Regions from separate parts of the Mus musculus genome. Here regions 2, 3 and 4 are each linked to region 1. The links are chromatin contacts, called in public ChIA-PET and promoter capture Hi-C maps. All regions are on one chromosome and are shown on one strand. The core of a region is the stretch at or near the end of the contact, and the rest is flanking DNA. Distances in the headings are between cores, read along the strand shown. Region 1 holds the start of Ccni (cyclin I). Region 2 holds the start of Cxcl10 (chemokine (C-X-C motif) ligand 10). Region 3 overlaps Scarb2 (scavenger receptor class B, member 2). Region 4 holds the start of Ccdc158 (coiled-coil domain containing 158).

The links. Promoter capture Hi-C pulls out the DNA fragments that hold promoters and counts their contacts. ChIA-PET counts read pairs in DNA pulled down with a chosen protein or histone mark. Capture Hi-C pulls out chosen DNA fragments and counts their contacts.
Region 2: a promoter capture Hi-C map of liver shows a contact between it and region 1, with 2.6 times the contacts expected there. The contact joins the promoter of Cxcl10 here to the promoter of Ccni in region 1. A contact is called at or near these places in 1 of 39 promoter capture datasets (the C10 cell line), 3 of 115 datasets of contacts at active chromatin or transcription factors (bone marrow-derived macrophages, memory CD8 T cells and stem cell-derived neural progenitor cells) and 1 of 9 other capture datasets (liver).
Region 3: a contact with region 1 is called in an RNA polymerase II ChIA-PET map of memory CD8 T cells, with 10 read pairs. The contact joins the enhancer-like site here to the promoter of Ccni in region 1. A contact is called at or near these places in 3 of 39 promoter capture datasets (the HPC-7 cell line, cranial neural crest and hippocampal neurons) and 4 of 115 datasets of contacts at active chromatin or transcription factors (embryonic forebrain, memory CD8 T cells, microglia and 1 more).
Region 4: a contact with region 1 is called in a promoter capture Hi-C map of second pharyngeal arch cranial neural crest. The contact joins the promoter of Ccdc158 here to the promoter of Ccni in region 1. A contact is called at or near these places in 13 of 39 promoter capture datasets (the HPC-7 cell line, cranial neural crest, embryonic stem cells and 8 more), 1 of 15 datasets of contacts at CTCF or cohesin (the NIH/3T3 cell line), 3 of 484 Hi-C or Micro-C datasets (embryonic fibroblasts, embryonic stem cells and nephron progenitors), 12 of 115 datasets of contacts at active chromatin or transcription factors (astrocytes, bone marrow-derived macrophages, embryonic basal ganglia and 8 more) and 3 of 9 other capture datasets (adipose tissue, embryonic stem cells and liver).

Annotation. Positions count from the first base shown.
Region 1 is chr5:93,204,676-93,208,289 of GRCm38.p6, forward strand. Ccni (cyclin I) reads right to left here and starts at 1,820. Exons shown (of 7, transcript NM_017367.3): 1 at 1,239-1,820. 2010109A12Rik (RIKEN cDNA 2010109A12 gene) reads left to right here and starts at 1,843. Exons shown (of 3, transcript NM_029363.1): 1 at 1,843-2,048; 2 at 3,424-3,519. The coding sequence starts at 2,005.
Region 2 is chr5:92,346,870-92,350,483 of GRCm38.p6, forward strand. Cxcl10 (chemokine (C-X-C motif) ligand 10) reads right to left here and starts at 2,020. Exons shown (of 4, transcript NM_021274.2): 1 at 1,885-2,020; 2 at 1,220-1,346; 3 at 936-1,025; 4 at 1-516. The coding sequence starts at 1,945. The coding sequence ends at 498. It also overlaps a transcript of Art3 not described here.
Region 3 is chr5:92,465,263-92,468,876 of GRCm38.p6, forward strand. The region is part of intron 2 of Scarb2 (scavenger receptor class B, member 2); the gene reads right to left. Among named protein-coding and RNA genes, the nearest start is that of Mir6415, 8.5 kb to the left of the region's middle. Within about 2 kb of position 2,064, at least 62 of the 459 cell types and tissues checked have an H3K27ac peak or open chromatin away from gene starts, as enhancers often do. A contact at or near this core is called in memory CD8 T cells, microglia and thymic regulatory T cells, where this site is marked.
Region 4 is chr5:92,673,250-92,676,863 of GRCm38.p6, forward strand. It overlaps Ccdc158 (coiled-coil domain containing 158), which reads right to left and starts at 1,878. Exons shown (of 25, transcript NM_001360018.1): 1 at 1,809-1,878.

The sequences.
Region 1 (3,614 bases), core at 570-3,069:
CCCACATCACCGTCTAGAATTGTGCAGAAACACACTACCCTGCCTTTCTGTATCCATACTTGGACATAATCCTGCCTTTGTATGTAATTACTGTCATGACCATTGCTAGACCTGCTTTCTCAACTAATCATGAGTATCTTTACCACTAACAGTTTCCAAACTTTAGCACTGTACCTCCCTGCCCCCCAAATCACAGCTTACCCTTGTCAGGTGCTTATCAATAGCCCTCAATGCTTTGCTACTACTTGGCTAGCTATTGTTCATATTACTCTAAGTAATCCTTGTTTAACCCTATGATGGTGGAATTACTAAATCCATTTAAAAGATGAACAAACACACAGGTAGGTTGAATACTCTTAATTTTTAAGAATTACTTGACCAGAATAAACAAATACTCTTGGCTTTTAACCTAACCCTTTTTTTAACCCCTTTTAAGACAGGGTACATACATATATGTATGTGTGTGTATGTCTCCATCCCTAGCTGTCCAGAAAGTTTCTAGGTTTACCAGGCTGCTGTTCAAACACTCAATGGCTCTTCACTGACAAAGTGAAACGTAAGTATTTTACTTTGCTATTCTAAGACCTTCAGTTGATCCATTTACCTCGTTGATCTATTTACCTCACACTTTCCACGAATTTACTACACAATGTTCAACTTCTGCCTAAATGACCTGCGGTGGAGCAGGCTAACTCTGCAGAGAGCATTTAGCTCTTGCAAAATTCGGCATTTTTCTGTCCTTTATGATGCAACTCAGTTCCCTCACCTCTCTAGTTTCCTCCACCGGCCCAAGCCCTAGACGACGTTACACTCCCGCGCGCGGTGTGTGGGTGGCGGGGGGGGGGGGGGGTAGGGCAGAGGAAGATAACTATTGGCTTGACATTCACAATACTCTGCCCGGTAAATTATGTTCGGTGGTCACGAGGGATCGGTGGCTTCTGTGGGTGGGGGTGTGTCACCTTCTTTATTAGCACTGGCTCGCGGAGCCTGGAACTGGCACCCCAGTCGGTGACGGGCTGTGGCTACAAGTTACTTGGGGACCAAAAAAAAAAAAAAAAAAGAAAAAAAGGCCGGGCTCAAAGGAAACCCACGCAGCGCTGCCAGAGACGGCGAGGGGGTCCCCGAGGTGCCCAGGAAAGGTTCGCCGAGGGGACCGGTCCTCGGGGGAGCGGCGCGCGCCCCCGCGAGCTCCCACTCCAGCGGCGCGCACGGCGACCGCGCCGCGCCCCCGCCCTCACCTTCTTCTTCTCCTCCTCTTCCTCCTCCTCCTCCTCCCCGGCAGAGCTGTAGGCCTCACAGTGGTGACGCGGGGTCATCCGGGGGCCCGTTACCACCTCATGATCCTCGGCGCGCGGCAGCGGGGCGCGCGGGACCAGGGCCGGGCCGTCTGAGGAGGGAGAAGAGGGCAAACCGGGCCGGCGGGCGCGGGTACTCGGGCGGGACGCACGGCTGCGGCCGAGGGGTCACTCAGCGAACTAGTTCCATGATGACCCTGGGCCCGAGGCCGCCGCCGCCGGTCCCGCTCCTCCGACCGCCGCCGCTGGTGCCCGGGTGAGGAGGGGGCGCCCTCTCGCCATAGGGCGGCGGGGGCCGGGGAGAGGCGCGGGGTGAGGCCGGCTCTGCCCCTGCCCGAGGGAAACGCCTCCGAGGGGAAATGGTGGAAGGGGGGAAGGGGAAAAAAGAAAAGAAAAGGAAGGGGAAAGGGGGAGAAAATAAGAAAAAGCGAGACAGAGGCGCTGGCGCGTCCGCTCGCGGGGGAAGGCTGGGGAGGGAGGAGCGTACGAAAAAGCGCCGGCCGCCTAGCCCCGCCCTCGCGGACTGATTTCGGCCGCGCGTGTCTGTAAACAACGCCAGTGTTCTCGTCTCTTCCTGGCCACCTCCGGTGTCCCACGGACGCATAGGAGAGTTTGAACAAAGACGAACTTCCGTGTCTTATGGACGCACAGGAGAGTTTGAACAAAGACGAGCTTCCGGAGACGACCTGGGGAAGGCGCTGGGACTGGGATGAAAAGGGAAAGTGCATTTTGTGTGCACAAAGAGAAGGAAAGGTGCGCGGACTCTTTTTCCTCGGGCGCGCGGAAGAACCCCCGCCGCCTGTTCGGTGACGTAAGAGGCTTGTTAGCCGAGGAGGCGTGCAGTGGCCGGAGAGTGTGCTGCGCATGCGCCTCTGGAAAGAAAGGAGCCTAGCCTCAGGGAAGGGTTTCTGGGTGAGCGCCTGCGCCCAACCTAGAGTCTCCCAGTGTTTCCCAGCCCAACTTGTCCTTAGCCCTCCTGAACGAATTTATTAGACGTGGATGGAGATCTTTTGTGTAAAGATCACATTCTTTGTTGACCTTACGCAAAATTATGTTGTCCCGTTCCTATTAGTGAGTAAGGACATGCATCTTTTTAACCATCCTGTGGGTGATGGGAGACTGAAGCACTTTAGAATTAAGAAAATTAAGGGGATCATATCCTGCGTGCTTAAGGCTACTTGTAAAAACAGTGGATTAGACTACTGACGGCTTGGCTGTGCGCCAATGGAATTCTAGTCATGAGCCAGTATGTCTAGTATTTCAGGGTCCTGTTTATCACTAACTAGGTCCTTAACGAATGTGAACTAAATGTGTTTTATTTACTTGAGTACTTTTTACTCCAGTTGGTAAATTTTGCAAATCTTACAATGGTTCTACTTATGAAAAGAATGCAGATAGCTTTGGGAAGAAGGGGAGACCTGGAACTTAACCATTTACCTAGTCAAGCATTCATTTTACATCACTGGAAAAAAACAAAAACAAAAACAAAAAAAAAACCCGATCAGGTTTTTACAGAACTGGAATTAGCTTGAAAACAAAAGGCTCCTGTCTTCAAGGAGTTTGCAACTCAGGCACAGAGATACCCATTGATCACTGTATGAAATTACCCAAAAGACTGTTTTACTCTATAGCCATCCCCTCCCCATATGAACTCATGGATGGCCTGGATCTTGTATAGTTTGTTTTATACTGCATTTCTGTATGTGAAAGGCTCTCAGTATTTGATTTCTGACCTCATAAACAAGTGTCAGTAGCAGAAGGATTAAGATGGAAAATTTCAGACCAGTGTGGAAACGCCTTTAACCTGCTCTGGGCTCTCAGTAAAGGTTTCTCTGAGGAAGTGACATTTAAGATGAGTCTTGAAACCACTGGGCAAAGAAAAATATAGGCACAGGAAGCAACATATGGAAAGCACTGAAGCTTACATTGCCTCTGAGACTCAAGGGGCAGAAAGCTGAGGTCAGAGAGGATTCTATAGGGCACAGCGGGGCTCAGGAAGCACTGGAGGGTTTTAAGTAGGTTCTACGTGTGCCTGCATTTCCCACCCCCATCTAGTCTTTTTCTGTATTGTTACACGTTCTTTTTTTTTTTTTTAATATGACCAACATTTTTTTTTCCTGGATAAAAGTCTCAAGAGTATGGCCTTTCTGCATAACTTATCGTGGCACAACTATTGTGACACCGTGGAATCGTTTCTGCCTCTCATTTCTTCAAGGAAGACTGGGTAAGAGTGTAGCACAGCAGTAGTGGCCGTGTGTATGTGTGTGTGTGTGTGAATTCATATATATGGGAGCTGGATAGATGATTCATTAGTTAAGG
Region 2 (3,614 bases), core at 770-3,269, 860 kb before region 1:
TACACATACATTTTCAGGTTCCTCTGAGTATCTTGATAACCCCTTGGGAAGATGGTGGTTAAGTTCGTCCTTACAAACTTAAATTTGTAGTCTTACATCTGAAATAAAAGAGCTCAGGTAAACTTAGAACTGACGAGCCTGAGCTAGGGAGGACAAGGAGGGTGTGGGGAGCAGCCTGGGCATGGCACATGGTGAAGGGCGTCGCACCTCCACATAGCTTACAGTACAGAGCTAGGACAGCCATCCCAGCCACTTGAGCGAGGACTCAGACCAGCCCTTAAAGAATTCTTGCTTCGGCAGTTACTTTTGTCTCAGGACCATGGCTTGACCATCATCCTGCAGGAGGAGTAGCAGCTGATGTGACCACGGCTGGTCACCTTTCAGAAGACCAAGGGCAATTAGGACTAGCCATCCACTGGGTAAAGGGGAGTGATGGAGAGAGGCTCTCTGCTGTCCATCCATCGCAGCACCGGGGTGTGTGCGTGGCTTCACTCCAGTTAAGGAGCCCTTTTAGACCTGTAGGAAGAGGAAACTGTATTGAGCGGAATAGACTCTGCTTTCACTTTGGGAACCCAAAGACCCTGGGGCAAAAGGCCTGGTGCATTTTCCTCTGCTACACAATCTCCATGGGTCACGGGTGGGTGGGGGTTGAGGGGACAGAATGGGTTTGTGTGTTTTTTGTTTTTTTTTTTTTTAAGTGAGGAAGTGGGGGGGGGGTGGGCATTTGGCAGCTTTACCCGTGACAGGTATAATAACTGCTCCACTTCTAGACACTAGGAATGTATGACCTAAGAAGGCACCTCAGTGTCTGTGTAAATGGAGAGACAAAGGCACATGCCGGTGCCATGAGTTTAGGGCAGATGCCCCACAGCAAAGCCCAGGGCAGGCGCTGCTCCCCAGACCACCATTTCCTGAAAAAGCAACATCAAACCTACCTTTTTTGGCTAAACGCTTTCATTAAATTCTTGATGGTCTTAGATTCCGGATTCAGACATCTCTGCTCATCATTCTTTTTCATCGTGGCACTATAGAAATAAGAGTGAGATACTCAGATTAACGTCAGGCCAACAGAGCTGATGGCCCTGCAGGTCCATGTCAGAGTTCAGGCACTGTGCCTTAGTTAGAGTCACAGACCCGTCCCTATCTTTCCTGGTTTCCCTCACTTATTTACTGTGTGGTTACGGGAGGGACGTTTATCGGCAGGTGGGCTTGTACTCACATGATCTCAACACGTGGGCAGGATAGGCTCGCAGGGATGATTTCAAGCTTCCCTATGGCCCTCATTCTCACTGGCCCGTCATCGATATGGATGCAGTTGCAGCGGACCGTCCTTGCGAGAGGGATCCCTGCAGGAAGAGAGGGGGAGAGCCAGGAAGGTCAGCACACGGTTTCATTTTAGGCACTTAAAATGGATGAGGTAGTGTTTAGCAGACCCTGTCTGATCTGTGGAGAGACGCATCCCATCGTATCATAGGGCTGAGTGTTTGAATATCTTGGTCATGGTAAAGAGAGATCTGCAACTTGTCAGTTACGAAATCCTGCATTTATGCACTGCTCACAGTATTGGTTAGGCTCAGGCAAGGAGGCATCCGTGCCTTACCCCATCCCACTCTTTCGCCCTTTCTCCTGACTCTCTCTTCCCTCCTTCTTCCTCCTCCCTCCTCCTTTTCTCCCTTTCTTCCCTTCTTCGTTCCTTTGCTTTTATTCTATTTTTCTCTGACTTCAACCAGCCTATGATAAACTCTGCAAGCTGAAGGGATTTCTTCCTGCTTCCCTCTTCTTTATAGGTACACACATTAAAGCTTAAATACATGCTGTGTTTAGAACTGAGCTTAATCGTCTGACTTCTGACTTCGTTAATTAAATGGCCTTGGTGTCCCTTACCTTGAGTCCCACTCAGACCCAGCAGGATGAGGCAGAAAATGACGGCAGCACTTGGGTTCATGGTGCTGATGGGGAGGCTTCCGGAAGGTTGGCTCGGGATGTCTCTCAGCGGTGGATGAAGCGCTTCTCGAGTGCCGGCTGCTGAGGAGTATTTATCTGCAAAGAGTTTCCCTCCCTGAGTCCTGATTGGCTGACTTTGGAGATGACTCAGCAAGGCTCCGCAACCCGAGGGAAGTCCCCTGTAAACCGAGGGCATTGCTTGTGTTTATTGTGACCCATGAACTTGGAATTTCCCTCTCCCCTCTTGTGCTCCTTTTAATTTTTAACGAGTGAGGTAAGTTTCACTTTCCAAAGCGTGAGCTGTTTGAGAAATCAGATGCAGTGCCTTGCAGAATAAGTCTGGAAATGGCTTTAATTCTCATCTTCCTTCTCTCATAAATAAAACACAGAACTGATATCTAAGTCAGGTTCTAACCATGGTTTTTACATTTGTTGTGTTTACACTGTTTATTTTTGCTTTTTACTTCATATGCTTTATTATAAAATACTTGGAATAAACTTTAAAAAAAAATCACACGCCAAATTTAGCCAGATCCAAAGTCTATACAACTTAGTGAACAGTTAGAGCAGGCATTCAGAACAGAAGCCGGAAGTGTCACACTAATGTTTACAAGTTACAAGAGGAATTGCAAAGCTAATTGTTGCCCCGTGCTGATTCTCTCAGGGATGCTTTGATTGTCTTCTTTGTGAGTGTGTGGTTACAGGGTCAAGGATGAAAGTGAGTGTGGATGTCACTCTGCACAGCACCCAAGGCAGCAGATACCTGGGACCTGGAAGAGTAGGTGAGGTTACATAGATCTCGCATAGAGGTGACAGTGATGAAGGGGATGGAGGTGACTCATCCTGGGAATGGGACAGGAGCCTGGAGTGTACCGGTTCAAAACTTGACAACAGAGGCCAAGAGTGAAACCTGTACCCACCAACGGGAACTGGGAAACAGGAGCTGTCACCAGAACAGGAAGGGAGTTGCTGCTTGGGAAAGATAGAAATTTCTAGAGAGCAAAATCCACATTGATGTAGTCCAAGGACTAGAACAGAGCTAAGCTTTCAAGGGAGCAAATCACGGGACAGCCGTGGAATCTGGAAGGACAGACAGAAGGGAATGGGGGCAGAGACAAGCCAAGAGACTTTCGTTTTGCAACCTTCTGCTGGGAGAAGGCTACTGTGAGAGGACGCCATGAGCAGTCTCTCCCAACCTGCTTCTGCAGAATAGACGCTGCGCTGTAGGAACCTCAGAATTTTAGAGTGGAAAGAGGTGCTGAGCAGTTTTACATTAAACAATAAAGAAAGATACATGGTGACAGTTTTATTTTATTTTGTTATTGTACAAGTTCTCAGTCAAGATGTGAAGGAAAAACAGATTTGAGGATGTTAAGAAAAAACAGTTAGCAAGTGGATATATAGTCCCTTACTGAGGAGAAAAGAGTTTAGTAACTATTGCGTAGTGTTAAGCATCTGTTAGTCAAGAGTTTTCCCTCATTCAACCCTCTAGGAATCCAGAAACTCCATCTCTGTAGCCCACGCTCTCAAACACTTGGTTATGCAGTGGCTCCAAAGAGCAGATCCTTGGTTCAGGCTCCAGACTTGCCTGTGTCTGCTTGGCTGAAGTTATCTTTGATGTTTCTTTGGTGTTTCTGGAACTAAACACCTAGAAGGGGTTTAAATTGGAC
Region 3 (3,614 bases), core at 814-3,313, 740 kb before region 1:
AATGATTACGGCGTACCCACAGTAATTGATATCCCACTGAGGAATCAGAACAGGTGGCCCAGGTGGGCACCAATTTGAAAGCAGAGGAAGCTGGTTCAGGGAGCAGCGCCTGCCACTCAGATGGGTCCATTGGCCAATGTGGTCAAGTCTCCTAATGTCAAAATCAGGGTCTTCACAGAGCCTATTTTGCTCATTTGTTTTCTTCCCCCAAGTCTTAGTTCATGAACCTAAAGGCCCGATCACTCCCAAGCCTAAGGCCTGCTCCACTTAAGCTTACGTAGAGAATACTGACTGAGGAGATGACTTTTAAGAACTTCCTTACGGTGTGGAAACCTAAGGGTGAATTGAGGACAGAGATGGCAATCAATTTAGGCCTGTAACCTGACGTGGTTTCTTAATGAAGTTCAACAGTCAAAGCCAAGGTTTTCCCATAGTGTCCCCATTGGGACACTGACTCCGTCAGACTACTCACAGCTGACCTCGTGACTTCCCTCAGCTACTTGGAGTCCTCCACCATCCTAAATCATCATTGACTCCTGGCCTTTACAGAGAGCTGTACATGGGAAATAAACCAGTAAGACATGGCTTCCTCCTCTGCTGAGGGAGAGAAGGAGAGAGGGAGAGAAAGAGAAGAAGAGGGAAGCTTTCCTCTCAAAACAGCATGATCAGCCAAAAATAAAACCCAAACCAAACAAACAAAACCATTTCCCTCCCCCTCTGGCAATGCTCAGACAGACAGACAGACAAGGAGAGGGATTTTTATGACAATACCAGTAAACCTGGTTAGCAGCATACATTCTCATGCACATATACATGAACGAATGCCAGCTACCAGCTGATCAACAGCAGCCAACTAGACACAGTGAAGTTGCTGGGAAACAAGAGACAGACAACAAGAAGTGGTCAGATTACTGTCAGCCACATTAGAGAAGACCTGAGAACTATCTAGAAACACAGACAACCGCTTAAAACAGAAACAAAAGCCATCTTGGGCGTAGACAAGGAATCAAGGGACTGTATTTCCAACTGCCTGGTACAACTGCCCTGTTCTTCAATAGACAATAATAATCTGAGACTATAGTTTAATTTTTAAAAAATATTTATTTATTTATTTTATGTATATGGGTATACTCTGTAGCTTTACTGATGGTTGCTGAGAATGAAGGTTGCTCACTCTGGTCTGCCCCACTTGCTCTGGCCTAAAGATTTATTTATTATTATATCTTACTACACTGTAGCTGTCTTCAGACACATCAGAAGAAGGCATCAGATCTCATTACAGATGGTTGTGAGCCACCATGTGGTTTCTGGGATTTGAACTCAGGACCTTCAGAAGTTCAGTCAGTGCTCCTAACCATTGAGCCATCTCACCAGCCCCATAGTTTAATGCTTAACACTACAGTACATCTAAGCATTTTTAAAAGGGGAAAGGAAAGAAGGAAAGAAAGAAAAAAGGAAGAAAGGAAGGAAGGAAGGAAAAAAGAAAGAGAAAGAGTGAGAGACAGAAACAGAGAGATGGAGACAGAAAAACAGACAGACAGAAACAGAGAGAGAGAGAGAGAGAGAGAGAGAGAGGAGAGAGAGAGAGAGCGCGCCAGGAGTGGGAGCCACACTTGTAGTCCCCGCTCTGGAGGTGCTGAGGCCAGAAGATATCCTTGGCTATTTTGTCAGACTCATCTCAGAAAGAAAGGAAGGGGAGAGCAGGAGGAGAGAAGGGATGGAGAGGGGAGGAAAAAGAGAGTTGGATGAAAATCTTGGTGTGGTGGTATTACATGTAATCTCAGCACCAGGGGGGCTGAAGCAGGAGGATTACTTGAACCTAAGAATCCAGAAGTTTTAGACCAGCTTGGACCACACAGCTTGCATATACCAAAGCTCTGTTTAAAAAGACAACATCAAAACCAAAACAAAGTAAGAAGGAAATGAAAGAAAGAAGCCTGACATGGTGACTTCCCCTGCAGGCTCTGGCTTTGGGAAGTTGAAGTAAGATTGTTGTAACTTTGAGGTCAGCCTGGAAAACACAGTGAATTCCAGGTCAGCCTGGGCTGCAGGGCGAGACTGTCTCTAAAGTAAACAAAAGAAGGAAATGTTTGAGTTATTCCCTGTGAACTACTGAATCCCATAGGAAGGAGGGACACACAGAATGAAAAAGAACAATTTTAATTCACTGGCCACATCAACAGCTGTGCTTCCAGCTTTTTTGGTATGCTGGATAAATTGGTTCGTACAATGTGTTAGGTGATGGGGACACCTCTCAGTGCTGTAAGAGCACTTTCCCAGCGTGCACTGGGCTCAATCTTCAACACCAAAAGGAAAGCAAGCAAGCAACACCTCGACCTTTAGTCATTACGTTCATCTCAAAAGGAGTTAGTCATTTGGGTTCACCCATAGCTCTCTATGGAAAATCACCTATCGCCAGGCGGTGGTGGCACATGCCTTTAATCCCAGCACTTGGGAGGCAGAGGCAGGCTGATTACTGAGTTCGAGGCCAGCCTGGTCTACAGAGTGAGTTCCAGGACAGCCAAGGTTACACAGAGAAACCCTGTCTGGAAAACAAAACAAAATACCCCTCCCCAAAAAAAATCACCTATCACCTTGGTGGCTGATATCAGTGACCTCAGATCACTAGATAGGGGTGTACAGTGAGATCTGACTCAGGTTTTTTGCTCAGTCCTATCTACACTAATACTTTGCTGTGGGACTAAAAAGTCACTCGTGGTTTCTTTGGCTTCATCTTTTCTAAGATAAGGCCTTACAATGTTGCCTTGGCTAGCCTGAGACTCACTTTGCAAAACATTCAGCCATCCCTCTGCCTCCGCCTCTCTAGGGGGACTGCAGTGTGAGCCTGCTCCCCGAGGCTTCTGTCTTTGTTTCTCCATCTGTAAAGTGGCGACCACCATGTGCCTATCTCACAGAGATGCTGTGAGAAATAAACCATCCAGTATAAAGCTCCGCTGAAGCCCCCAGCACACACGACACTCAGTCACTACTGTGCGGCATCGCCACCTGTGCCAGGTTCTGGAGACGGGGGATGCTATGTCCTGTCTCCTGTCTTCAGACACACTGGGGCACAGGAGACTGCCATTTAGATACCAGAAGAGATACCATGAACTGTTCTGCGGTAAACGTGTAAGTGCACAGACCTCTTCAACCAGCCAGTCTCATTGTCTTTGGATGGATGCCCAATGGTAAGATGCATGAATCACATGGTGGCTCTATTTTTAGTTTTTTAAAAGAAACTTTCATATATTTTCCATAATGCCATTAATTTACATTCCCCAAAACAGTATGAACATGAGAGTGAGGTTTTCTTTCTTTTCTTTTCTTCTTCTTCTTCTTCTTCTTTTTTTTTTTTTTTTTTTTAAAAAAAAGCTAAAATATGGTAAAAGAGGGACTACAGAGATGGCTCAGTGTTAGATCTAGTTTGGTTCCTGCATCTATGTCATGTGACTCACAACTATCTGTGTCTCTGACACTGGGGCATTTGATGCCCTCTTCTAGCCTCTGCCTGCACTTACATAGACACACACACACACATCAAAATAAATTTTAAAAATAAGAAAAGTTAGGAGGGCTGTGGAGACAGCTCCATCAGGAAAGTGCTTGCCTTGCAA
Region 4 (3,614 bases), core at 628-3,127, 530 kb before region 1:
TAGATTTAGCCACATTAGTCTCTGCCTTTGTAGTCTTATCTTCTTCCCCACCTCCTTCTGCTTCTCTATGATCCGAGAGTTTACATTGAGGACAAACATAATTTAAGATGATCCCTCCCTTCCAAGATGTTGGCATTGAGGCTAGAGATGATTCCATAGTTAAGAGCACGCATTGCTCTTGCAGAGGATCTGGGTTTGGTTCCCAGCACCCACATGATAGTATATATACCACCATCAGTAACTACAGTTCCAGGAAATCTGATGCCCTTTTCTGACCTCTGTGAGCAACAAACACTAACATGGCATACATACATACATACATGCAGGCAAAACACTCATACACAAAAATAAATCCAAAATTTAAAAACAAATTCTTGATTTAAGTCACATATGCAAAACCTTTCTCAAAGACACTTCCAGGCTCCAGAGATTAAGAGCTAACTTTTTAGGTGGCCAGTATTTGGCTTGTAAGGCCATACAGTTAACCCCATGCCCTCTGGGGATAGGTGGTTTCGAAAAAGGCCCTTTTAAATGGATGCTATAGGTTTGTTTGTTTTTGTATTTTAAGTCAGGGTCTCTCTACATAGCCCTGGCTGGCCTGGAGCTCTCTATGGAGACCTCACAGAGATCTGCCTGCCTCTGCCTCCTGAGTGCTAGAATTCAAGGTGTGCACCACCACACCAGCTTTAGATTCTAGAGTTTTAAAGTGGATCACTCTAATACAGAAGAACAGAGTCACCCCCGAAACTAAAACAGCAAGCAAAGGCCTTGTAGATACATCAAATAAATCTTTAACAACTACATTTAGAGGGTAAACAGCCTCTAAATGTAGTTCACACTCAACTAAAATGAATAGATAACTGTATTAAAATTTAAAATATGGGACTGGAATGATGGCTAGGCCTTAGAGCACTTGCTGCCAGTGTCCAGGTCCCAGCACCTGCATGGCTGCTCAAAACCTTCTGTAAGTCCAGTTCCAGGGAATCCCACAACCCCTTCTAGCCACCACAGGCATCAGGCACCCACATGGTGCCCTTACACACAGGCAGGCAAAATACTAAATTAACATAAAATAAAAATACATCTTTAAAAAAATGAAAAACGTGGCACAGAGGTTGGCATTTCAGATCTCTGCCTCAACTTTCCCACTCCCATAGACCATAGGTATACACACATTAGCAGCCCTGTCTAACTCACCCTCTGGGAAGATTCAACACTCTGGACCTTTTTTTCTTATGTAGTTATCAGCCAAAACACACCGAGGAACAGCCCACACCACTTACTTGTTTTCTGCATTCCCGTGACCTTAAAGCCAACCTGACATTTAACAGGAGCAATGCCTAGGACCGCTCAATTGGGGACTTCTGCAAGTGTTGTGGGAAAGGAGGCTGTTGCTGAGGTGGAAAGTCTAGGACCTGAAGTGGATTATCAAGAGGCTACAGTCACACAGTCTCATGTGGGACGAAATACTGGTGACAGCCCGAGACTCCACTGTCTGTCCCCACAGTTTCCCATCTCTTCCAGAGATTCCCAGGAGCCAGGCCGGAACAAAAGTGAGCAGGGAGCAGTCCTGTTGGACTCAAAGAATTCTGCAAGTGACTCTGCAGTCACGAAGACCCAGGTTTCCCGCCACTGCCCCTGGAGAACAGGGACAGTGTACAAAGTGGAAAACAGCTGTACAAAGTGATTGGGCTGCTTCCACGTGTGACCATAAGGCCATGGAAAGTTCCAGAAGGAACAGGAGTCGATCCAGGTCCTCAAGGAGAACGACCCTTCCCTGTACCCCGAGGCGCACTCCGTCCGCATACCTGCTAACAACACCTAGCCCTAAGAGACCGGCCGCATGTCCGCGGGGGCCGCGGCCGCACCTGCGAGACCCTGTCGGCTCTCACTGCACCCGAGACCGCGACCCCGCGCAGCTACCTTACCACGGCACCCGACCGGCCACCTCGAGGCCTCGAGCTCCCTGCTTCTGCGGAGCGCAAGCCCGGTCTGACGGTTGGCGGCGAGGAACTTAGGGAGAAAGGGGGCGGGGTGTGAGGGAAGGGCGGGGCGTAAGGAGGGCGGGGCGTGAGAGAAGCCGGAAGGCTGAGGTACGAGAAAAGGCGGGGCGTGAGGAGGAGGGCTGGACCGGAGAGGGGAGAGGGGAGAGGGGAGGCTGAGGCAGAAGAAGAGGGGCGGGGCCTGAGAGAGCGCTGCCCGTGAGGGGGCGGGGCAGGCAGCCTGTAAGACCACGCCCCCGGACTGCTACGTGCTCCCCGCTCCCCTACCCCGTCGCCAAGGCAACCAGGGAGGCCCAACAAGCCACATTTCTTCGCTTACTACTGCCCTGCAACCCGGCTCCTTATCTAGCCTCACTCTCCTGTCGTCCTCACAAAGACCCCACAAAGATCCTCCCAGCTACCAAATGGCACAGATCCTCTCTGTTACCAGCGCTCAGAGAGAGGGGCAGGCTGACATCCTTATTCACATGTGCAGTCTACTCCCCCTAACCCACCCCACCCCTGCCTGTTCAAGCTAACAGAATAACTTGCATTTTGCAGCTCGCCTGTGCTTAGCCTGTGCTTTTAAGTTGCACTTCCGTCCGGACTGTTTTTTCAGGTTCAGAGTTCTTCGGATAACTGACCTTTCTGCCTTCGGAGAGCTGTTTCCTCTTCTGTGCTTCGGTTACTCTGTCGTTATAACGACTATACACTCAGACTCCAGCGTGCTGTTCAAATTAGCATCCCAAAGAAAGAGTTCCAAAGAGGCGGAAGATGAGAGATACAACCTGTAGCGTTTGTTATTGTTTTGAAGACAGAGACTCCCTACGTAGCCTAGGGTGGCCACAAACTTGGAATCCTTCTGCCTCTTAGACTATGCTCTTACAGAAGTGTATAGATCAACTTTTGCTTTGTGATGTTGGATTCTGTTAACTATCAAGGTTAAGTAGTACAACACATATACAGTGTATAAATTGACTATAAATATCAAACACTTTTATGTAATGCAGTTACAAATTGTAACCTTTTATGAAGTACCATTGAAGACTTTTGTCATACCGCTTACTGCCTTGGAAACAACTAGGACTATAGCGTCAAGTACATAAACAGGAAATTATAATCACTAAGCAGGACGATAAATGGCTAGCCTCTGTGACTAGACTGAAAACAAGTTCCAATTAGTTTCCTTTAAACCTTTTCATTTCTATCAAAACATAAGTGTGTTCTTTTGGCATAAAACATTTTAATTACCTAACACGTGACTCTTATTGCTGTCTCATTTTGTGTGTGTTTGTACCCTGAATAAAGTTTTTTCTTCTCTTGATCGGGCTATGTGACTTAGGAAGCCTCAGCCTAAATGTGGGTCCTAGCCCAGTTAGGAGGGGTGGAAGGGAAACCTTCCAAAGGTGAGTTTGTGGTTGTCCCTACCATCCTTTGTTACCATCAGAACCCAGTTTCTTTAGCCTTCCCATGTGGACTGAAGACCAGGGGCTCCCCACACCTCCTGTACCAGCCTAGGATTGCTAAGGCACCCAGCCTTATACACTAACTAGGTCCTGGGTTTTCAGCCTCTTCAGAGGGATACAGACCTTACTGTGAAAGGTGAAGTAGTAAAGCCTAAATATGCATTCA